Regions from separate parts of the Mus musculus genome. Here region 1 is linked to region 2. Evidence: chromatin contacts called from public Micro-C data. All regions are on one chromosome and are shown on one strand. Each heading gives the region's core, a stretch centred on a gene start, on an enhancer-like site or on the middle of the called end of the contact. The rest is flanking DNA. Distances are from core to core; before and after follow the strand shown. Region 1 overlaps Pigk (phosphatidylinositol glycan anchor biosynthesis, class K). Region 2 overlaps Gipc2 (GIPC PDZ domain containing family, member 2).

What was found. A called contact is a pair of places that touch in the nucleus more often than the background predicts.
Region 1: a Micro-C map of brown adipocytes shows a contact between it and region 2, with 4 times the contacts expected there. The contact joins two enhancer-like sites. A contact is called at or near these places in 1 of 15 datasets of contacts at CTCF or cohesin (the NIH/3T3 cell line), 28 of 484 Hi-C or Micro-C datasets (the Ba/F3 cell line, the C2C12 cell line, CD8 T cells and 21 more), 2 of 115 datasets of contacts at active chromatin or transcription factors (astrocytes and large pre-B cells) and 3 of 9 other capture datasets (adipose tissue, embryonic stem cells and liver).

Annotation. Positions count from the first base shown.
Region 1 is chr3:152,739,324-152,744,228 of GRCm38.p6, reverse strand. It overlaps Pigk (phosphatidylinositol glycan anchor biosynthesis, class K), which reads right to left. Exons shown (of 11, transcript NM_025662.5): 5 at 3,989-4,100; 6 at 1,644-1,740. Among named protein-coding and RNA genes, the nearest start is that of Gm40181, 14 kb to the left of the region's middle. Within about 2 kb of position 3,483, at least 15 of the 459 cell types and tissues checked have an H3K27ac peak or open chromatin away from gene starts, as enhancers often do. A contact at or near this core is called in the N1E-115 cell line, adipose tissue, brown adipocytes and 1 more, where this site is marked.
Region 2 is chr3:152,111,923-152,117,396 of GRCm38.p6, reverse strand. All of the region lies in intron 3 of Gipc2 (GIPC PDZ domain containing family, member 2), which reads left to right. Among named protein-coding and RNA genes, the nearest start is that of Gm40179, 7.5 kb to the right of the region's middle. Within about 2 kb of position 2,421, at least 168 of the 459 cell types and tissues checked have an H3K27ac peak or open chromatin away from gene starts, as enhancers often do. A contact at or near this core is called in the N1E-115 cell line, adipose tissue, brown adipocytes and 1 more, where this site is marked.

The DNA of each region.
Region 1 (4,905 bases), core at 2,234-4,733, 630 kb before region 2:
CTCAGACAGACAGACAGGAAGCACCTGGCACACAGGTTTTCTTGGGAATTTCACACATACATGCAGAGCTGTAACTGGTGAGCATGAATGTGTGTACATATCCTGCTGATGTGCATATTACACACATAAGCATGTACCATACTCAAGCAATGGAGGGAACAACTGGAAGGAAAGATCACCTAATCCCAGGCATGAGGCGAGCACAGCTGACACACTGGGGCACACCGGGGGATGTGTGGTCCCACAGTCCATCAGAGGGGAAGGTACCGTGGCTGACCAGCTCCATCCATGGTGGTAGGGGCTTGTGACATATTCACATCTCTGTGCTTGAGAACCTGAAAGCTCTGGGGAGATCAAAATCCTGCCATTGCTCTCACAGTCCACCCACCCCAGAGTGCTGCTTCCATTAGCTCGGCCACAGTCCCACTGGCTCCGAGGCCTCTCAGTGCAGCTGGGAACCACGTGGCCTAACAAGGGAGCCTTAGGATGACACTTCACCCCAACCCTCCTCGGCTCCTGGCTCTGGCTTCCTGTCTCCACTTCTTCACACCTCCACGATGGGGACAAGCCAACCACAAGCCGCTTCCACGAGCAGGAGAATCCCTCCAGCCACTATGCCTTCCTTACAAAGATGGACTGTCCCTTCCAGAACTGCAGTCCCCTGAAGACACTTGTCATGTAGCTGTATCCTTGCACCAAGGAAACTCACTGAGAGGCAGGGTTACTGCTGTGCTGCTCCTGACTGTGACAGTGAGCAGGAATCTGGAGCTGTGGACTAGAGAAGGCCCACGGTGCTGCAGGCAGACCTTAGCGGGCCATCTGCCAACAGAAGTGTGGGCAGCAAAGTCTGGATTCATCAGGTCTCAGAGGACACCAGGAACGGGACAGGAGATCTTCCATCTGTATTCTGGCAAAGAAGCTGGCTACACTTTGCCTATGCTCTGAAACTCTGCATGACTCTGAATTCAAACATAATGAACTAATTTAGTGTCACACAGTTATAACTTCAGCTGCTCAGGAAGCTGAAGCAGGGATATCCTGAGTTTGAGGGCAGCCTGCGTTACACTGTGACTCTCTCTTTCAAACACACTGGGAAGTGGGGGTTACAGCTACCTGACACTAGACATAATGGTGACATAACATTAGATCTTAAAAGTCAACCCAAAGCCAATGGGAGGGCTCTTGAGTGCCCATAACCACCTGGTACAAGGGATGGAACCAACTCCACAAGCTCTTCTCTGACCTCCACATGCACAAGCACACACACACAAGTGTGCACACACATATGCATGCAAGTACACACATGCACTAAATACATGGAAAAGCTCCAAGTCATCACTCAAGCTACACAGTAACTGAGCTTTTCTTTCACAAAACTCTGTCCAGTGAAATAACAAATATAAAATTCAGATGGCAGGAGAAATGATTAGGACAAGTTAAAAATCATATAAAATAACTACACATCTCCCACAAGAAATTTTGATATTAGTTTATCTTGGAAAAAGAGGTCATTTGTTTGGGGCTGGGTGTGTAGCCCAGGGTAGAGCAACTGCCCGGTGTGCATAAACCCTGGTTCAGCCCCGACACTGCAGGAGAAAAAGGGAGAAGTCAGAAAATAAAGTGAAGAGTTACTTGCTAATTACCGTCTCTTCTGCCACATCTGTTCAAACGCATCTGCAAGTTCTATGTTGGTGATTTCTTCAGAATCTTGGAATTTCAAGAAACCATTCCCTCCATGACCTTACAGAAAGCCAAAAAGACAACGCTGACATATTCCCTAATACATATAGAAACACACAGTACAAACACTTACATATTCCCTAATGTACACAGAACCTCATACATTACAAACGCTTACATATTCCCTAATGTACACAGAACCATATACAGTACAAATGCTGACATATTCCCTAATACATATAGAAACACACACAGTACAAACACTTACATATTCCCTAATGTACACAGAACCTCATACATTACAAACGCTTACATATTCCCTAATGTACACAGAACCATATACAGTACAAATGCTGACATATTCCCTAATGCACATATAAACACACACAGTACAAACACTGACATATTCCCTAATGCACACAGAACCATAAACAGTACAAACACTGACATATTCCCTAATGCACACAGAACCATATACAGTACAAACACTGACATATTCCCTAATGCACACAGAACCATATACAGTACAAACACATCCAGATATACACACTTAGATTATTTCCTGTGATGCTTTAATAATACTTTCTTACCTAAAGTATGGGCTCAAAAGCAAATTTAATTTTCCATACCAACTTAAAACAGAATTCATAAGAACAGTACATATTATTTCTTTAAGAGTTTTTCTATCACTTGGTGAGAAAGCAGCTAAAGCACTGAGTAGTCCCTGGTGCGTGCTCACTCCAGGTTTACTCTGCTATTATTACTAGGAAGTGTGGCTCTCACTAACACCTGGTGGTTTATCCCTGACTATTGAACAGAGTCCATTCGCTGGCCAGGGGGTGGTGATATGGACCAGCCAGTGTGTGTGGATGGGAACCCTCGATGTGCCATGTGCAGGCTCTGCTACTTTAGTAAATAACTTAATCTCTGCCCCATTCTGCTTAGCCACACAGTGAGGGCACTGGTGGCTCCCACAGCCCACATGCAGACTTGAAAAGCAGCTGCCTCTGAACAGTGAAAGAGGGAAAGCCGATTGTAGTGACACGAGTGGCTCTGAACAGTGAAGGAGGGAAGCCGATTGTAGTGACACGAGTGGCTAGTGACTAAGCCTTTGTGGGGAAAAGGGTATTTCTCCTTCCCATGAGACATCCTGCAGCAAGGCATACAAATCAGTCAAAACACACTAGATGCCAGCTCCCACTTAACACCAGGCCAAGTGCTGTGCATATGGTAAGACCTGCATGACCATACATGGCGGCTCTGGATGTCAACACCAAATTCACCAGGCTGCCTAAGGATGAAACTCATTGCCAGAGGCAGTAATTTAAGGCAGCTCACAGTATACAGAAAGCCTCAAAAGTATTGGCTCTTATTTTACTATCATGATTATCAGCTATTCCACTGTGTTGCAGGCTCTCTAACACAGACTCTATATTAGAACTGCTGGAATTTCCTTCCTGTCTGGAGTTATTTTCAAACTGTTTCAATGGCAACAAACCAAGAAAAAAATGTAAAATATATAAATCCTATATTTTAGTACATTAACTGAAACTAACCTAGAAATTATAACATCCAGAAAATATGTTCACCATACAGCTTCACAGACCCCACCCCAGACCAAAACAAAGAAATTTAGGCTAAGACTCAGCATTTACTCAAGGAGTTACTGAGTAAATCCTTCAAAAGTAGAATTTGGGAGTGTGCGGCAGAGAAGGGCAGATCTGCAGTTCTATTATGTGCTGAGAAGGACGACCCAAGGGGGACAAAAGCCAGAGCGGGTGTGGCAGGAGCGGACTCTGGAAAGATGACAAAGAGATAGTGAAGACAAGTAAACAGATGACACACACGCACTGCCCTCATCCAAATGGGGGCCAGGAGGGCTGCAGACGGAGGCACATCTGTTCCACAGTTGATATTTTAAGGCTAGGACAGATCTAAACGTGAAATTAATTTGTGTTTCTTATGCACAGAGTCTGAAGGAAATTTTGCCCCTTTTCAGTGCCTGCATTTGGACCACCACCTGTCACATGAAGTCAAATATTTGTACGGGTTGGCAACAATTGTAGATTCTGGAATAAGGATCCTCAACCTATGTCCCCTTTTACATGTCATTTCAGGTATACACACACTCGAGCACGCGTGCACACACACACACACACATACACACACACACACACACACACACACACACACACACATGCACATGACTTTAACCAAAGGTCACTCTGTTACTTTAGCATCTGTTTACCGGGTTCCATTTGATCATGTTTCAATATAATCTACTAGAACTCTTTAAACTCTGAAATACCTGTCATATAAATGAGGATATTGCTTCTGTCGTCGGAAAGAAGACGCTTTGAGCGAGGGGTACTGGGTGGAACCCTCCCGGTCAATACCCTTAAAAAGTTCTCCACAGTTACCTAGAAGAAAGAAGATTTCAGATGAAATCGAACCTGAAGATATTCAAAATAGTCTTCCTAGCTATATATTACTCAGCGTAATTTGAAAATAAAACAGAAAGCAAATTATAGTGCAAGTAAAAACTAGATTACTAAAGCTAAGCATACACTTCCGAGTGCCTCAGCCTGCAGCGGGGTGTGTGCCTGTGACCCAGCATGGGGGGGGGTGCTGGGGGGAGACTGAGGCAAGAGAAGGGAACCCCAAGGCCAGACTGGGCTATACAGCAAGACATAATGGGAAGAAACGCCTTAGGACTAAACACTAACAAGGAAAAGCTATGTTGGAGCAAAATAATTTAATTCTCAATTTAGAATTTTAAATACTATATGTTAAAAATTGATCTCAAAGTTTCCTGACTTATTTATACAAGTAATTCTTTGGGAGGACACAAAATACAAACACTTGTAAATAACTAGTTACATCATACAGCTAATTTGTGCCACTACTCAGTCAATGACAGATTAGTCACACAAGAGGACATGGCATGCCACTACCACCACCACCACCACCTGCCAAATATGTATCTTTAAATTTGGATGAATTGTGTCACTTAGACTTCTATCAGATTATCTTCAACTTATAAAACACATTTTACACAGATCGTCCCAATTTGAAATTTCCAGGCATCTGGGATTCTTCAAAGGCATGTTTAACGTTGTAGGGAAAAAATAAATTTAAAGTTAACAGTTGAGTCATATATCATCCATAATTTAAAATTTAATTAAAAAGCAGAAAATCCATTCAGCTTTTCCAACAGATTGTTTT
Region 2 (5,474 bases), core at 1,172-3,671:
TGGGAGGTCCGTGGCAGTGAAGAGCACCAGCTGCAGGAACTGCAGCAGGATAGTCAGCAAAAGCTACTTAGAGTCAGGGAAGCTTGGAAGCCAGGCGGGGGGAACACGGGCTTTCTTTGGAGGCTGAGAGTGAGCCGTTCCATGCTGGTTTTAAAAGTGACACACGGTGAAGTCACAACATTAAGTCAGAAAGACTAGTGCTGCTGTATCTGACTAGAGAAGATGCTCGCTCGGGATGGTGTTTCTCTGGCCGAGTAACAGAGAGGAAATGCTACGTGCTGAGGGCCGTGAGCAGCAGTGGGCATTCTTGAGCAGCAGTGGGCATTCTAAGGAAGGAAAGAGGAACAATTCATCAGAAAAGGATTTCTCATTCTCCTAAGTTGTCACCTCTGAGGTGTCCTGCCTCAGTCTGCTAACCCAGTCCTGGGAGGTTCCAGCCTCCGTACACTCCACTCCAGCCTAGGATGTTTCCGGCCTCTGAGACTCGCTGCTGGATAAGGTCACCCCTTCCTAGTTCTTTCTGAACTCTGGCTGGCTGGTTCAACTCAGCTGTTGTGGCTCAAACTCCTCTCCCAGTTGACTTATTCAATCTGGTTTTCCTCTTGACCCCTGAGTTGCTCTGCATGGCCTCAACTCTAGCAATCTTTTCTACTCTGGCTCCTTCTCATTCCCGTTTTCGTTCTGTCTTCACCTGTGTCTAGCTTGTTCTCTTTTCGACCTGTCTCTTTAAAACTCCACCCCCCCACCCCCGCGCACCCCCCCCCCTTGCTCCACTCTCCCTCTCAACTCTCCTGTCCTGCTCTCTGAGAACTCTGCCATATCCTGTGCCGCACTCTCCTCTCTCTCCTGTACTGACTGTCTCTTCTCTTTCCTCTCTCTTCTTGAGAGAGTTAGGCACAGCCTACCCTGTCAAGTCTTTCTCTGATTTGTCACTTTGCTATTCAATTAGACATCATTTCCAAACACAGGTGCTTCCTTCTACAAACTAACTTTCCTTCAATGTTTGGGATTAAGGGTGTGTGTCTGCATTCCAGCCCGAGGGATTAAAGGTATGTGCTAAGGGCCAAGTCACACCCTAACTAGAAACCGCTTCAAATATCTCCTTAACACTCTTAGGGGTAGGCGCAGGTAGGAGCTGGCTTGCTGGATACCTAGGCCTATGGGAGGGAAGCCCATAACTCACCCTTACTCTTGAGGTTTCTGTCCTGGAAGGCTGAATGAAAGAATGGTGTTAACATTAGAAATGGGGGCTGGAGAGATGGCTCAACCGTTAAGGGCACTGACTGTTCGTCCAGAGGTCCTGAGTTCAATTCCCAGCAACCACATGGTGGCTCACAACCATCTGTAATGGGATCTGATGCCCTCTTCTAGTGTGTCTGAAGACATCTACAGTGGACTCATACATTAAATAAATAAATAAATAAAGCTTAAAAAAATAAATGGGCATTTGGGGTGTGGAAGGGGCTTTGGGGAAAATTCGGGGTTTTAGATCGATAATGCATTTTATCTGTCATTGACGAACATTGTTTTGGTCAAGGTTTTAAAGTGCTTACAAGGACAAAATGGGGTTGTCATTAATGTTTAATGCAGTATAACTCATTCTGTCACAATGATTCTGTGGAAGAAGATGAATGAAGGGCCAGGTTGTCTTTAATGGGGCGTAGTAAATGTTTGAGATGAATTCTAAGCAAAACTGGTCTAAATATTTTCAATGGAAGACTCAGCTGGTTACCAACATAGGGACTCTTTCTAAGCAAGCTGTAAACCCTTATTGAAAACAAAAATTTGCCAGGTATGGTGTTGCAAGCACTTGAACCACAGTACTCAGGCGGTAGAGGCAGGCAGATCTCTGACTTTGATATTAGACTGGTCTTTGTAGTGAGTACAATCCCCATCGAGAGAGAGAGAGAGAGAGAGAGAGAGATAGAAGTGCGGTTGGGGTGTAGAGTGTTTGCCTAGAATGTCCGGAGTCTTAGGTTCGGTCCCCAGTACCACATAAACCAGGACTTTAAGAATCTTCAGCCTGTAATCTCATCGTGTGCGAGCTGAATGTAGGAGGATCAGGAATTCAAGATCACCTTTGACTACAAATTAAGTTCAAGGCCAGTCTGGGCTACATGAGACCATGTCTCTAAATAAATAAATAAATAAATAAATAAATAAATAAAACAAACCAATAACCAAAAAGTTGTCAACTAGTTAAAAAAAGAAAAAGCTACAAGCACCGTATGTGCATAACACTCATGAATGCATCAGACATAATTGCTAACTCCCAGTTTAGAGCCTTGGCCCAAGGGAACGCCCTTCATGCCCAGCCCTTTGATCTGCTGCCAAGTATCCTGAGCAGCTCAGGGCTCACAGCAGTCGGAGGGAAGTTTTAGATGAATCATCCCAGGCAGGCCAGAGAGAGAAAGCGCAGAGTCACCCGGCTGGGCGGGACTGTGCAACTGCCCTCTCCTTGCTTCTGAAGTCTTTGACTTTGCAGAACTCATGGGCTGGACCGGTTTCTCCTCTGCTCTGTTCAGTCCTCTCTGCCGTTGGCTGTGGTCATCTCGCGTCTTTACCCCTGGTGGCTGGGTGTCTGCTCAGACACCACTTTTAAAGGAAGATTCTGACCCCCCCCTTCTCTCTCTCTCTCTCTCTCTCTCTCTCTCTCTCACACACACACACACACACACACACACATACTCAATGCACGTTTGTGTATGTGCATAATTAAAAATAATCGCAAGATTGTAGAGTTAACACAGCAGTTCTATAAAATGACACCCGTTGGTTTCAATGCTGTGTAAAACCACTCTCTTCCTGTGGGATAAACCGGTGGTAGGGTCTGCTCCTAGTGAACCTGGCTTGTATTTGTCAGTCCCTGAGATCTGTCTGTTCTGGGAACCCAGGGACGGCAAGCATCCCTGGATTTGCAGCTTGGAGTCTGTTGCAACGTTCTGCCAAGCTCTGTCGTCCCACTCAAGATGGAGGCAGGTTAGGGGAGGGCTGTGTTTCCCTTTCTGGGATGGAGGGGGCAGAGGCCAGAGTTCTGGGATTACATCCATCACCCTGGCTCTCCACAGCACTGTTCTTCCCCTGCAAGGCCTCCTGCTAATGGGACAGCCTCTAGAGGATCTCCTGTGTGGAGCATCTGTGAAGGCTTTGCTGCATCTCTCTGTTTTGGGGACTCTGAGTGGAACCCTATTAGGCTTATCTACTGCTACTCCCAATTGAAGGGAGCCATTATATGGCTTTATTTGAGAGGGGTGAAAATATATGCGAATGAAGACAAAGAGACAGAGACAGAGGGAGAGAGGCCTGTGCTTCTGATGTTTGGAGTGAACTTTTTGAACTTATGAAGAAGGACCTTCGCATGTTTCCCATTTTCAGAAAGAGTGTGAATGGCTTTGTTCTGGAGGGAGTGAAGAGCCTCCCTCCCCCCCTCCCCACCTCCTTCCCTCCCTCCATTTCTGCCTCCCTCCCTCCTTCCCACTCCCAGTCACCCTTCACCCTCTCTCAACCATTGGGCAGCCACAGCAGTCTGCTAGTAGGTGTAGGCTGCCCGGCCCAGAGTCCTCCATGCATTCGCTCTGTGGGAGCCTGCTCAGCCCTGTAGACAACATTCTGCTTACAGATAAGGATTTTACTCCTCAAGCTGTAGCTGCAAGCTCCGAGGATGCTGGCTTAGTTGAGAGTCTACAGTCCATGCTTTTAATCACTGCCTGTGGGCCATGGTGCACATTGACCAAAGGGCGATTGCTGTACAGGGTAAACCATTAGCCACGGCCATTAGAACATGACTGTAAGCTATGACGTTGTGTGAAAACCAAGTGTACCATGGGGGCCGTCAGATCTCAGTGGAAAGTCCCCATAGATGTCCCAAAAGGTCAGGGCAGTTGGGCTTGGTGGCTCATGTCTGTAATCACAGTACTCAAGAGGCCAAGGCAGGAAGATCATTGGAGTTTGAAGCAGGCCTGTGCTATATAATGAATTCCAGCAGCTCACCCTGAGCTGGTAAGTAAGAAGAAAAGAGAAAGAAAAGGAAAAAGAAAAAAATATGGTTAAAGGGCCAGATCATATTTTTGAGGAGTTAGAAAAAATGAAATGAGCCCATACATTCAGCTGAAATTTAATGAGAAACATATTTTAAAAATTACATCAGTTTTGAACCGTAAGAGATTAATTTCTTTTTTTCTATGTTACTAAAATACTGATTTTTTTTTCTCTTTCACTTTCTTTATAAATGGCTTCCAGCCATCTAGGATGTAACCCTTCTCTATGGTCTCTTGTGTGCTCGTAAGATTTTGTTTTGCCTTTCCTCCTGACTTCTGAAACTTAAACAGAAGTTCTAGGTGGATCCCAGGGTCTCAGGTGTGCCAGGCACAGGCTCTGAGCTATGCCTCACTCCCTGGACTCTCTTGACCGCTCAGGTAGCGTTCAGTCCCTTTGTGCCTACTGTTTGCTGAGATCCTGTTCTTTGCCCCTGCCCTCAAGTGTGGCATCATACTCCAGGCTAAGTCCTTCGTGGCATGAAGAACCGGGAGAGTGCCACTTCCTCTTGCTACTGAGGAGCCAAGCCACGTTGCTAATGCTTGTCCTGAGACACAACAGGCTTTCGAATCAGTTTTGTCTACACTGATTTCCCTGGGATTCACATCCTGGCTTTGGAGTGGGACTGGAGACGAACGCTTTTCTTCCTACCAGACAGCTAAGATTGAGTTTGTAGGCTTGCTAAAAATGCCAGCTGATCGTCACTAAAGCAATTCACGTCTGTATGAATGCTGCACTTTAATTTGAGACATAAAAATGTACATTATAGCTGGGCGTGGTGGCGCACGCCTTTAATCCCAGCACTTAGGAGGCAGAGGCAGGCGGATTTCTGAGTTCGAGGCCAGCCTGGTCTACAAAGTGAGTTCCAGGACAGCCAGGGCTATACAGAGAAACCCTGTCTTGAAAAACCAAAAATAAATAAATAAATAAATAAATAAATAAATAAAGTACATTATTTTACAATTCTCGACCTAAAAGGGCTTTTATTCATCATCAGTATCATCATTATTTGTTTTCACTCATCATTAGTCATTATTAGTGTGTATGTTGTATGCAAGGCACATTTATGGAGGGCAGAGGATGTGTTTATTTTGATCCTGTGGATGGGACTCAGGTTACTAGGCTCATGTGGCAAGCATCTTTGTCCTTTAGCTCCTAAAAGGCCTTTTCTTTTCTTTTCACACAAACCAGAATGTGTGAAATCTTCCCTCCCCAGCTTGCTTCATTCCTTCCTTCAGGTCTCATGTAGCCAGGGTTGGCCTTGAACTCAGATCTTCCTGCCTCTGGCTCCTGAGTGTAACTGCCACCACACCTAACTGGACTTCTTTCTTATATAATCACAACGTTAAGGAACACATGTGAGTTCTTTCATTAAAAAGAAGAGCCTGGTTTGTGAAATGACCATGACTGTAATACTTTTTCCAATCTCCTAGGGCCAC